2 separate regions of the Macaca mulatta genome follow, and region 1 is linked to region 2. A link is a contact called in public Hi-C data. All regions are on one chromosome and are shown on one strand. Each heading gives the region's core, a stretch centred on a gene start, on an enhancer-like site or on the middle of the called end of the contact. The rest is flanking DNA. Distances are from core to core; before and after follow the strand shown. Region 1 holds the start of CCDC34 (coiled-coil domain containing 34). Region 2 holds the start of LGR4 (leucine rich repeat containing G protein-coupled receptor 4).

Region 1 (6,417 bases), core at 2,245-4,744, 110 kb after region 2:
GAAGGAATAAAGCTTAGTCCTGTGTCTTCAAAAATTAAAAACTTTACTTGATTCCCATCTATGGGCTTTAGACCTATTACTGTGTGGAGTCTTAAAGTTATAATTGTTCAATATGTTTTTTGAACAGTGTGCTAAATCAGTAGCAAACCCACTGCCATATTAGTTATTCTGAATATACTAAAACAGTCCAGCTAGATTGCAGTTTAATAATTAAACTGTACATACTGTGCATATAATGAATTTTTATCTTATGTAAATTATTTTTAGAACACAAGTTGGGAAATGTGGCTTCTGTTCATTTCGTTTAATTAAAGCTACCTCCTAAACTATAGTGGCTGCCAGTAGCAGACTGTTAAATTGTGGTTTATATACTTTTTGCATTGTAAATAGTCTTTGTTGTACATTGTCAATGTAATAAAAACAGAATCTTTGTATATCAAAATCATGTAGTTTGTATAAAATGTGGGAAGGATTTATTTACAGTGTGTTGTAATTTTGTAAGGCCAACTATTTACAAGTTTTAAAAATTGCTATCATGTTTGTATATTTACACATCTGATAAATATTAAATCATAACTTGGTAAGAAACTCCTAATTAAAAGGTTTTTTCCAAAATTCAAGTTATTGAAAATTTTTCATTTTATTCATTTTAAATCTAGAATAACAGATATATAAAATGTGTTAATCTTTGTGCTATATGGTATGAAATACAGTATGTACTCAGTGTTTTGAATTATTAAAGTTTTTAGAAAGCAATCTATTTTGCCTTAATTTAAAACAAGGTATACTAATGAATTTAGTTTTAAAGTAAGCAAATTAAGTATTTTTAAGTGGACAGTATTAGAAGAAATGTTGGAAGTAACCATTAGAAAACACCATTTTGATGTTTATTTGTAAATATATAAGAACATTTTGCTGAAATTTAGAAAAAGGCTTTTATCCTAAGTCTGAACTATACTCATGGAAAACAGATTATGAAATTTCAGAAAAACCATTGATTCAATCTTTATCTAAAAAGCAAATGATTAAAAAGTCTGTATGATACTAAATGTAGTCAGTTGCCCAGATGCTTAGAAATACTTCAGTATTTACAATCACTAAGTCCTCATTTTACAGATGAGAAAACAAAAGGCTTAATGAAATTTAAGTGAGTCCCTGAGTCACAGCAAATTAGACCCCAAACCAGAACCCAGTGCCTCTTCATTCGGGACATAATTTTGTGTGTGTGTTTGTTTTACACTTCATATATGCTTGAAATTTCCATAACAGAAAGTAGAGTAGTATAATTACCTCACCTCCCCACCCTTCACCCCATACCTGTCACTGCTTTGACAATTATCTGCAGCACGTAGTGAACCTTGTTTCATCTTCATCCTATTCACTGACCCCCTCCAATCCCTCTGCCCCTTGCATTATTTTGAAGCAAATTTAAGACATCATATTGTTTCATCTGTAAATACTAATGTCTACGGATAAATTTTTACAGTTGCATAATATATTGCCACAGGGCTAACTGGTGACGGAATTATTTAAGCAAAAGTCCCTCTTATACAAGTTTCCAGAGCTAGCAAAACATAATTATCTCAAATATACCATAGTCAAAGTACCAATTGTATGAAAAGATGTCACTAAGTGAATACCCTAAAACTTAAGAGGAGAGACACTCTTTTACACATTTGTACATTTATATATAATTCTACCCATCTCGATTATGGCTTCTCAGCTCCAGTAACGAAAAGGCACTGTAAGAAATGAGACCGCTGGAGTTAATTATGTTCAAACACCAGCACCAGCACCATCTGACTCTGCCTTATAGCCTTGGGGGTTCCAGCATTGCTAGTGCATAATGTCACCGTTGGTCATAATGACCCTGGCGCATCAAGAAAAGGGTATACTTTGTTTAGGAAAACATTTTAAGGGGACAAAGAAGTATATGACATTTAGATTCCTATGCGAAGAGGTTAAAGTGAAGAAGTTCTGGAGTTTACACACAATTTTTCATTGTATCTGTCTGATCCTGAGCTTAGAAACTTTGAGAATTAATGAGATAATATGACCCTGTTAGGTAAATTTTTTCCCCCATTTTCAGAGGAGTGTTAGGAATGGAAAACCTATCAAGTACCAGGAAAACCACTGATTCCAGGTCCCTTTCATACTAGTGTTTTTTCCCACTACAGTTATGTTTGGTTATATCTATTGGCAAACAGCTTCTCAAGCTTACCTCTTTATGAGGCCCTCACACAGCCCAGTGCCTTTTGGTGTTACTGATTCTAGAGATGTTCTGATAAAAGGTTTTTAAATGCCAATATTGAATAACTAGGGTCGACAACGAAAACTCCATTAGGTCAGTGTAATTCCTTGATCAACTTTTATTAATTATTTGGAGTGCTCCAATTTTCTTCCATTTTCATTTTGTTTTCACCGAAATTTTGAACAAAATATTCCATTTAGATTTAACCAAGTCATATTTTATTAATTATAGCTCTGCCTTCTGAATTGTCTTTGGTGGCTATTACTTCTACCAAAGCTAATTCTCCTGTGTTAAATTTTGTAGATCTAGATTTCGTCAAAGAGTTTTGTATCACTGTGGTCCCTAAAGAGTTTGGTGTGCTGTGGTAGCCATGGTCAGTTTTCATTTGATATTTCTACCGGTAATATACATTATGAACTGGACAAAAACCCTATTTATTTACAAATGTACAGTTTTGTCAGCATGAATAAAGCATCCACCTCTCCTTTACTACCTTTATCCCCATTCCCGAGTGACCCTAAGATCCCATATAAAATGCACATCAGCATATTTACTGAGGTGATTTTTCGCCACAAAAGGATGAGGAACTTAAGGGAGAGACTTTTAATAATCTATCCCTTGTGCTTTACGCAGACCCTACCGTACACTAGAGGCTTCGAAGACGTCAAAAATTCATACGTGTAGACAAATTATGTCCCTTAACGTGCCAGGCAAACGAAGTGCTACCAAACACGCAAAGACTGTCCTAAAAGTGCGTTCTGGAATACACCTGTAAACTTGGATCTAGTTCGCTCCCCTCTCCTCAAAATATATCGGCTTGTGCTGAAAGAAATCAGACCGATGCTCATAATTCTGACCCCTTATATAGGGGGTAGTTTTGGTTTCTGCTACTTTCCCTGATTCAGTGACAGGTAACATATTTCATGTACCAAATGAACTGCAACACCACGGCAAACAAGGGACAGGCCCTCAAAGTTGTCGGTAGGGAGCCAGGACCCCGCCCGTGGCGTGGGGAGGTACCGTGCTAAACAAGCTTGCAAACAGCAGGCACCTTCCTGCTACAGAGGCGGAAAGGCTGGCCAAGAGAGGCCGGGGCGGAGGAAGCCAAGCTCTGCAGGCCCAGACAAAGCCCTCCCGGCCTCCACGCGTCGCCATGGCAACGCAGGGTCTGTGCCGGCCGGGATTGGCTGGTCTGGCGCGCGCAGTGCCTGCTGGGAAAGCGCGTCCCCGCCGCGGCTCTGCCAGTTTGAACTTGGCGGGCCAGATGTGGGCGGCGGGGCGCTGGGGGCCTACTTCTCCTTCTTCCTACGCTGGTTTCACGGGTGACTGCAGACCCAGGTCACGGCCCTCCTCGGGTTCCTTCTCCGTCCCTATGACGGGCGCTCGTGGGCAGGGGTTGGAGGTGGTGCGCTCGCCGTCGCCGCCGCTGCCGCTGAGCTGCAGCAATTCCACCAGGTCACTGTTGTCTCCCCTTGGCCACCAGAGCTTCCAGTTTGACGAGGACGACGGTGACCGGGAGGATGAGGAAGACGTGGATGAAGATGCCCATGATTCAGAGGCCAAAGTGACGAGTCTGAGAGGAATGGAGTTACAGGAGTGCGCCAGGTAAACGCGAGACTGCCCAGCAGATTCAGCCTTTTTCAAGATTCCTTAGACCCTCTTAAGTACCCCCTTCTAACACCCTCCTGCCCTCCGACCCAAAGACAGAGCAGGCACTTGCAGACTGAGGTGCCGTGTTTTTTGTTTTTTGGTTTTTTTGCACATAAAGAGCCCTGTGCAAATTCTTGCAAATGACGGTAGATTTCCTACGGCTCTTAATCCTTTTTTCCTGACATGTGATTGCTGCGGTCTCACTTCCCAGAAAAACTCACATAGTCTCAAACACACAAAACTTTGCTACCATTTCAAGCGTTCTATGAATCCTTAAAAGCCAGATTGTGAACTCCAGAACTCTTATCCCAAACCTGAACACCAGAACGTGGTTTACTGCACCTTAGTAGTACCTGTGGTTGGTTATTCTGAAAACATACTGATGGCTAGTGAAGGAGGTTGTAGTAAACAGGTCACTTTTTATAACACAGAGTGCTGAAGCACAGAGATTAGCAATGTCAACCTCAGCATGTGGCGACGTGGTTAGATAGGATCTGAGTACGCACAGAGGAATGGATGTCATTGTATCAAAGAATGTTAGGATCAATGGGGTTATTAAAACTACTTTAATTTGTTTATTTCTACTGTTATTTACTCAGCAAACATTGTGTGCCACATATTAGTCTAGGTACTGGAAACCATAAACAAGATACTGGTCTCTACTCTCATGGAATTGAATCCTAAATCAGTCCACTTATTTTACAGATAATAAAACCATGGCTCAGAATGCTAAAAGTGACTCAAAGGCGCGCCCCTAGTTATTAGCAGACCTGGGTCTACTACGAAGATAGACCGATGATGTTCTCTTTCCTAAACTGCGTGCCTAGTACTGAGTATATAGAAATGGAACAAAGGGCCTATCCCTGTAGGAATATTTCTGAGACGGGCCCAGTAATGCAGCTCCATTCTGGGATAGACTTACTGCGTTTTCTTCGGAAATCATTTACAAGTTTCTGATTGTCAGGCTGTGTAAGAAGGCACAGTACAGGAGGTCTGAGAAATACAGGCCAGAGAACCCATGCTTTATGTGTAAATAGCAAGATACCCCCTTCAGTATAGGGTGTTCATATCTAGCATGAGTGAATGGAATATGGAACCCGTATGAAGTAACCCATATACATGGTTACAGGAGTGAATTAGTTACGGATGAGAAGTGAAAGTAACTACATTGGTGGGAATGGAGATCAGAAAGAGTAACCAAGTAAGCCACTCATCCAGGCTGGTTGTAGCAACAAGAAACAGGCCTCCTCTGATCAACCTGATAGTAAAATTTAATGGTGGAGTTAGGGTTTCAGTAATCGGTTTTCCTCTGGGCCTTTGTAGGTATTCTTCAGGACTGAATGGGTCTCAAAGGTATTTAAAGTAAATTCGAAGGCTTTGGGAAATACTTTCTGAGCATAATCAACTGGACTAAGCAATCTGGACACAAAGTTAGTGACCTGCAGAATAAATGACCATCAGAACTATCGCTCAGCTACTGAAACCTTGCATTAGTTTCCAAGAGCCAAAGCCCTGACTAAATGGAGCCTGCCAGGGGAGGAGGCAGATGTATGTATGTCTCACTTACGCAAAGCCAGAATCAACTGGTTAGCACCATAGGGCTAAGGCTGCCTTCCTTATCACATTTCAGTCCCTATGAATTAAAGGAGTAGCTGGGACGTGGGCTTGAAAAGAGAATGCTGAAGTTATCAAGCGTTGTGTGTGGCAAGTATCAGACGCTTATTAGGTGCTCAATAAATGTGCTGACTGCATGCCCATTTCCCACTTCCTAAAGAACAGATACATGCAATGATCATTGTCAAATGCTTTAGAAACTTAGCACTTCCTTTCAGGAAAGGTAGGTGTTTAGAAAATTTCCTCATTCCTCCTCCTTACTATGCTGACCTCTGTTTGGTGCCCTGGACAGCTTGTGGGTGACAGGATGAAGAGAGCAGGCAGCCTAGTCATAGCCCTTTCATTATTCTGAGCTGCGAGTATTCTGTGGAGCAGACAGCAACCTAGAGCTGTGTGGGATTTTATGCCTTTTCTCCATGCCTCACCTGCCACATTGATCTGACTGGCAAAACGAATCGGGTAAGGCTTCTTTGAGCTAGACTCAAGCATCAGCTGCACATAATGGATATTACCTCAAGGTATTTTTGGTATAAATAGTGCCATATTTAGAAGATGCATTGACCTTCAAGGGTATTGGTCAGAACTGAGATTAAGCTCAAAGTTAGCTTCAGAGAAGATAATGAGAAGCGTTTTTCTGGAATATTTTATAATGTGCTCTGGGCTTGCTGTTTATCTATTCAGCTTTATCCTGGTTTTTCTACCACTATCCATTAGGAAAACCATGCTGTAATTAATATCTTGTTCACAGATAGCCGCTTGTCAAGCCTTTCTTGATTATAAGTAGAGCTGTAGTGTGTGCACCACGCAGTTTGAACACATTTGTTACAAATATTAAGGCAGAAAATGTAACATTTAAAGTGTCATTTCTTAAAAGAAAAACCCACTGATCTGATTGTCTTTCA
Region 2 (5,996 bases), core at 446-2,945:
TATTTAAGTTGTCTTTCAGCCCTACAGTGAGAGGAGGTATGTCATTCCTAAAACTTGAAATGAAGGCATATTAAACTCTCTAGCTTCTACACATATTTACTGTATGTGACTTGTGTGTCCAACTTGACATTATCTTTTAGATAAACTCCCAAATACAAAGATGATAGAAGTTTTTCATTTTAAACTTATAGGTCTGCATCAACCTGTTTCCATTGTTCTAAGTTTTATTTATATACGATGGCTAGTCAACTTTATATGATAATTATTTTTAAATCCTGCTTTTTTGTGTTTTGTTTTGAGACGGAGTTTTGCTCTTGTTGCCCAGGCTGAGTGCAATGGCGCCATCTCCAGCTCACCGCAACCTCCGCCTCCCGGGTTCAAGCAATTCTCCTGCCTCAGCCTCCCGAGTAGCTGGGATTACAGGCATCTGCCACCACACCCGGCTAATTTTGTATTTTTAGTAGAGATGGGGTTTCTCCATGTTGGTCAGGGTGGTCTAGAACTCCCAACCTCAGGTGATCTGCCCGCCTCGGCCTCCCAAAGTGCTGGGATTACAGGCGTGAGCCACTGGGCTCGGCCCGGCGAATCCTGCTTGTTTTAATGTATTCATTAAAAATGTCTCCATTATAGAGTAAAACAATGCCACAGCAGAGAGCAAGAAAGGAAGTACCCCTAAAGCAGTAGTTGGTACAGATAATGTGGGGTCCACAGATTCTGTGGGGTCTATTAGGCCACAGGGACTCAAAATCCAGCAGAGGAGAGAATGCTGATAATTACCTAACACCAATGTTGCTGCCGGCTTCTCAGCCGTAGTCACCTCCCACTCAGATGTTTTGGAAATTGTCCAGTGTTCAGAAACATCATTTTCTCTGACCTTTACAACATTCCTGTGTTTCAGGATTTTAAAGTGTGTGCGAAAGGAGTCTGATTTGCAGTCACCAAAAACACCAAATACAGAGAGAGAACTGGGGAGAATGAATTGCTAAGTAAGACTTAGCTACCAAATGCATATCAAGATAGGTGTAAAGATCCCAGGTGAAGTGACGCACTGGAGAGGGTACACTTTTAGCTTAGTGTATAGCTAAAATCCAAAGATGTGTGTCACATCGAGGGAAACTTTTTTCCTCCTCTTCAAAATCTTTTTTCCGTTTACAGAGCTCCAGACGTCCTCGCCCTTTGGAACAGCAGAGAGTCATTTGAAACTTAACTGAACGCTGGAGGGAAGTTCTACTTTCCAGGTCATCCAATTTAGGAGATCCAATTTCTGCGGAGGGAAGAAAAAGATGGCTGGGGGAGGGAAAAACTAGACCCCTTGTCCGCTTATCCTTCTACCTTCAATCCACAACCTGCCACACAAATCCAGCCAAGTCAGGGATTTTGCCTTGAACCACTACCACCACCACCACAACCACCACCACCTTGTCACTCACACCCGAGAAACACGCCCCTCTGGTCCTACTCTTGGCCAATGGCGGCTCTCTTCTCTGCATACTAATGAGCTCGAGACCTCCCCGGGCCAATGGCGCTCCGGGAGAAGGGGTAGTTTTGCATGTACCTAAGTGATTTGCATAAGCCAGCGGCCGGGGGCTTGGGAACCAGAGCGTGCAACCCTAGAAGGGAAAAGGACGGGAAGAGATTGATCCGCGGCGGGGAGAGAGCGAGTCAGAGTCTGGGTGTTTGTGCGAGAGCCGCGGCGGGGGCTGGGGCGAGTGGCCGGCATGGCTGAAGGCTGCGCTCTGCAACCTTGAAGAGCCGCTGCATTGGGAGGCCGGGGACAGGGAGGCGGGTGCGATGGCAGAGTGCGGCCCCCGCCGCTGCGCCGGGCCGGCCCTGCTGGCCTGAGCCGCCGGAGGAGCGGGGCTGCCTCTGCGCGTCCATGGAGCAGCGGGAAGGGCGAAACTCCGGAGCTCCGCGTCCCTGCGCCGCTGCGGCGGACTGCTGAAGGGGCCGAGCCTGCGCGGACCGCCGAGGAAGAGACCCCTGCCCCAGCCCGCAGGCCGGCTGCCCAGGGGCGGAGGGGGGCGTCGGAGGGCAGCGGAGCAAGCGGCGCCGCGGGAGAGGCCGGCGCGGGAGGCGGCCGCAGCAATGCCGGGCCCGCTGGGGCTGCTCTGCTTCCTCGCCCTGGGGCTGCTCGGCTCTGCCGGGCCCAGCGGCGCGGCGCCGCCTCTCTGCGCGGCGCCCTGCAGCTGCGACGGCGACCGTCGGGTGGACTGCTCCGGGAAGGGGCTGACGGCCGTGCCCGAGGGGCTCAGCGCCTTCACCCAAGCGCTGTGAGTGCGGGCGGCGGGGACGCGGGGGAGGGGGCCCAGCGGGGGGCGCCGCGGGGCGGAGCCAGGGGTCAGTCCCACCCCACCCCGCCCCGCCGCCGCCCGGGCCTGGGAAGGGGGTCCGCCGGTCACCTGCGTGCGGGCTGACTGGCACCCACTCCTGCGCCACGGGCTTTCCGCACTTTGCCAGTCCGTGTTCGAGCCAGCAGTAGCTTTCGTTCCCAGACTTTTTGGGCATAAGCACCCTCCCACCCCACCGCGCACACCCCCAACTCACAAGGGCATCTGGGGCCAAGGAGGAGGAAGGAATCTAAACACGCTTGCCCCGGACAGCCTGTCCACGCGACCTTCCCTTCTCTTGCGGGCCCTCGCTCAGCTAGCAGGAGTTCCGCCACCGGCGGGGCTGAGGGCGCCGAGAACTTGGCCTCAGTCTGCAGACTGAGGCACGTCTCGTGGGGAAGCACCTGGAGCCTCCTGGGTTCCAGCATGTGAGGAGAAGAAACACCTGTACCTCAGTCAGGGCGAATCTCCTTCCAATTTGGCCCCATCCAGGTAGTGCGTTCCTGGCACCTACTTCCCCCCAGTTCCACTCGGGACTACCCCTCTAACGCCCAGGCTTCTGCAGCACGCAGGGGAGTCCGAGAAAACAAGGGAGAATTACAGGGTTCTCTTGGTGGAAATGATGTTACCCAACAAGGTCTTTTAAAGAAGGAATGCTGACTTGAGGTGCAGGATGTTGGAAGAGAAGCAAGTTCCGGAGCATATGCTCAACCCAGGCTGCAAGGTAGCAGCCGGTTTCTAATGCACCTTCACGCAACCAGCAGATCTTTTCTTTTGAGCTGTCTGAGATCGAGAGACACTCAAATGTTTCAGACTTCCGAAATCTCCCTGTTCATACGGGGACTTGAGAGCTTTAGATGTTCCCTTGAGAAAAGAAGAGGAATCTGAACTAGGTTGTGAGGTGGTGGCAAAGGCCACGGATAGAGGAGGAAGAGGGTGACTGAGGGCAGGGCTTGCGTGTTCTTATTGCTTCTTATGTTGCGTGGCCAGCTGAATGCTTAAATCAGGAGCAGTCAAAGAAACGTGTGAGAGAGGAAGGGCTCCTGAGGGGCCCTCGGGTAGACGGAATTTCCTTTTACCTATTGTGGAAGGGACCTCTTAGAAACAGAAAGTTTTAAAGGACCCTGTGAAGAAATCTTTATGCAGGCAGGAGCATTGCTGTATTTCCAGGTCGGTGGTGGCAAAGGTGTTCTCCCTGCCCTCTCAGAATGGACTTTTAGTGAGCATCGAGACCTGTTGTCTTGGAACCTGTTTCATTCTTTCACCTTCAGCCTTCCCCTCCCCATTTGTTATTTTTCCTGTCTCAGGTTAGTTTTAGTTATGTATTTGAGGTCTTTTTTTTTTTTTTTTTTTTTTTTCAGTATAGTGAAGTTTAACTTATATTGAAAAACAAAAGTTAACTTTGCGGTGAAGAGCATTTTGTTCACAAAGTTACATTAAGTGGGAAAGTTTGAGCAGGAATGAATTGAATCAAGAGAAAGAAGACCTGTGGAGAGGAAATGGGGCTAATTTTTCCCCAAGTTCTCTACAAACGTTTAGGGAATTTGTGCAGAAAGAAAGGTCCCTCTACCTGAACCTCTTGCAAGGCTCTGCATAGAACAGAAAAGCATGATTTTACTATTTTGACTAGTTGTAAAGACCTTGTTTGGCAGATTCCTCACATTTTAGTGAGCAGACTTGTCCTATAAGGAAAAGGGCTGTTTTACATTAGTATCTAAAACCACAAAGAAATAATCACATTTTTATGGGAACATACTCCTCTCTCCAAAGCATCTTCTGGTAGAACTCACTGAAGGTAGTGAAATGCTGTATCTTCAACTTTGGGCCTTAGATTAAGTTAGTGTTCATGGCTTAGGAAACAAAAATAATTGGTACCAGTCTAAATTGGAGTGCCTAAACTAGCATTATTTTAGCACTTTCTGAGCTTTGGTGCTGTGAAAATGTGTTTTATTTTCTTAGATTTGTGACCCATAGGTAGAGTGATCATACATTCTGGTGACTCCTTATTTCTCCCTACTACTCATTTCACCCTCAAAAATATATATAACCACCCTCTCTAAAAGGCTTTTCAAGAGCAGCATATTTGCGTTTTACTCATGGGGACACTAGCTCATTCAGTGATTCTCAAAAGCCATGTATGAAGCGAGGCCAGCGCTGCAGGTCTGCACACTCCAGTCGATCGTATATAGGACATGTTGTGATCAGCTAGGGTCTTTTTCCAAGTACTTCCAGTCTGTTCTCCCATCGCAGCTTTACTTAGCTACAGTTACACATCAGGAGACTAGTTCCGTGGTCTCTAAGCGTTTGTTCACCTATTCTTAATTTCTGGAGCATGTGAACCAAAAACCTCTGTAGTTATACAGAAAATTACAATCATGAAAGTAGAAGTTAAAAAGATGAGACTATAATTACTAATCAGAGTTCTTCATTTTCTTCTCATTGCTCAATGGCTTGTCCTGGAGTAGTGCTTTCACCTCCCCTGGGGACAGGGGTGGAGGGTGCATTCCACTTTAGAGATCCTGGGACTGACAGAGCAGTGATTTTATTTTACTCAACTTGGGGTCCCCAGAGCCTGGTATATAGGAGGCACTTAAAAATGCTGGAGTGAATAAATAAGGATGCAAGGCCACACTGAGAGCAGAAACATGGCATGGAATTCAGACACCATTCCTACAGGGGATTTTCAGATGCAACATTCTCAGCACTTAGCCTTTTGTCCAGATTTGAGAAGGTCCCAGAGAGAGAATACCTGCTTCTTCTCCTTGAGGCTCGTTGAAACTTGTTCAGTCTAACAGTGTCTATTTCCTGGTGAAAGCTGCTTTACCGGAGTCTGGGGACAGCGTCAGATGTAATCCTCAGTACTGTGAATGGGATTCCTGTGTTCACACCATTTGCTGCCCCTGTAGTGACTATTTATGTTTTTGAACGACAGTGTTCCATCTTGTGTCACAATGGACTGACCTGTCACAATTCACCCTGAAGAGTGTTCAAGGCCGTAATCTTACTAATATTAAAATTCCAAAGTTTAATCAGAAGGATTCAAGGTTATTACCGTATTTGTGGTAATAACTCAATCACCTACATTCCAAGATTGGGAGAAAGAGATGAAGTCATGGGGAGGGGAATGTGTATGTGAGTCCTCTCATTTGTGTGTTATTGCTATGGTGTTTGAGAAACGTAGACCTTGAGCACAAATTTGCACGTCCTAGGTTATGTTTGGCATATAGTTTTAAGATTAGCAAGGCTATTTCTGTGACTTCGTGAAGAAAGTGGTGGACCTGAGTACTTGATCACAGCCTTACTATGCCACTGAATAATTGTATGGCCTTGGGCAAGTCATTCACTTTTTTTTCTTTTTTTTTTTTCGTGACAATTTCCTCATCTGAAAAATGAAGCAATTCACTGACAATTTCCTCATCTGAAAAGTGAAGCAATTGGATTCACTTGATCACCTCTAAGGCTGCTGCTTACTTCCAGAAGTTTTATGACTTTATATTTTTTATGCAATTTTAGGATGGCAAGGTGACAATAAGGTTATGATCCTCTCATAAAAGTATCCCAGGAGTAGCAGAATATCCTTTTAGTTGAACTCACACGAACCTGTTTATTACTTGGAGGAGTTCTTTGTGTTTAGAAGTGTGTGTTAGGAAATTTGCCATGGAGACTTGT

The links. A called contact is a pair of places that touch in the nucleus more often than the background predicts.
Region 1: a Hi-C map of cortical neurons shows a contact between it and region 2, with 3 times the contacts expected there. The contact joins the promoter of CCDC34 here to the promoter of LGR4 in region 2. A contact is called at or near these places in 3 of 14 Hi-C or Micro-C datasets (cortical neurons, fetal cortex germinal zone and liver).

The regions. Positions count from the first base shown.
Region 1 is chr14:37,920,347-37,926,763 of T2T-MMU8v2.0, forward strand. CCDC34 (coiled-coil domain containing 34) reads left to right here and starts at 3,495. Exons shown (of 6, transcript XM_001089845.5): 1 at 3,495-3,856. The coding sequence starts at 3,516. LGR4 (leucine rich repeat containing G protein-coupled receptor 4) reads left to right here. Exons shown (of 18, transcript NM_001265665.1): 18 at 1-589.
Region 2 is chr14:37,810,754-37,816,749 of T2T-MMU8v2.0, forward strand. LGR4 (leucine rich repeat containing G protein-coupled receptor 4) reads left to right here and starts at 1,696. Exons shown (of 18, transcript NM_001265665.1): 1 at 1,696-2,270. The coding sequence starts at 2,086.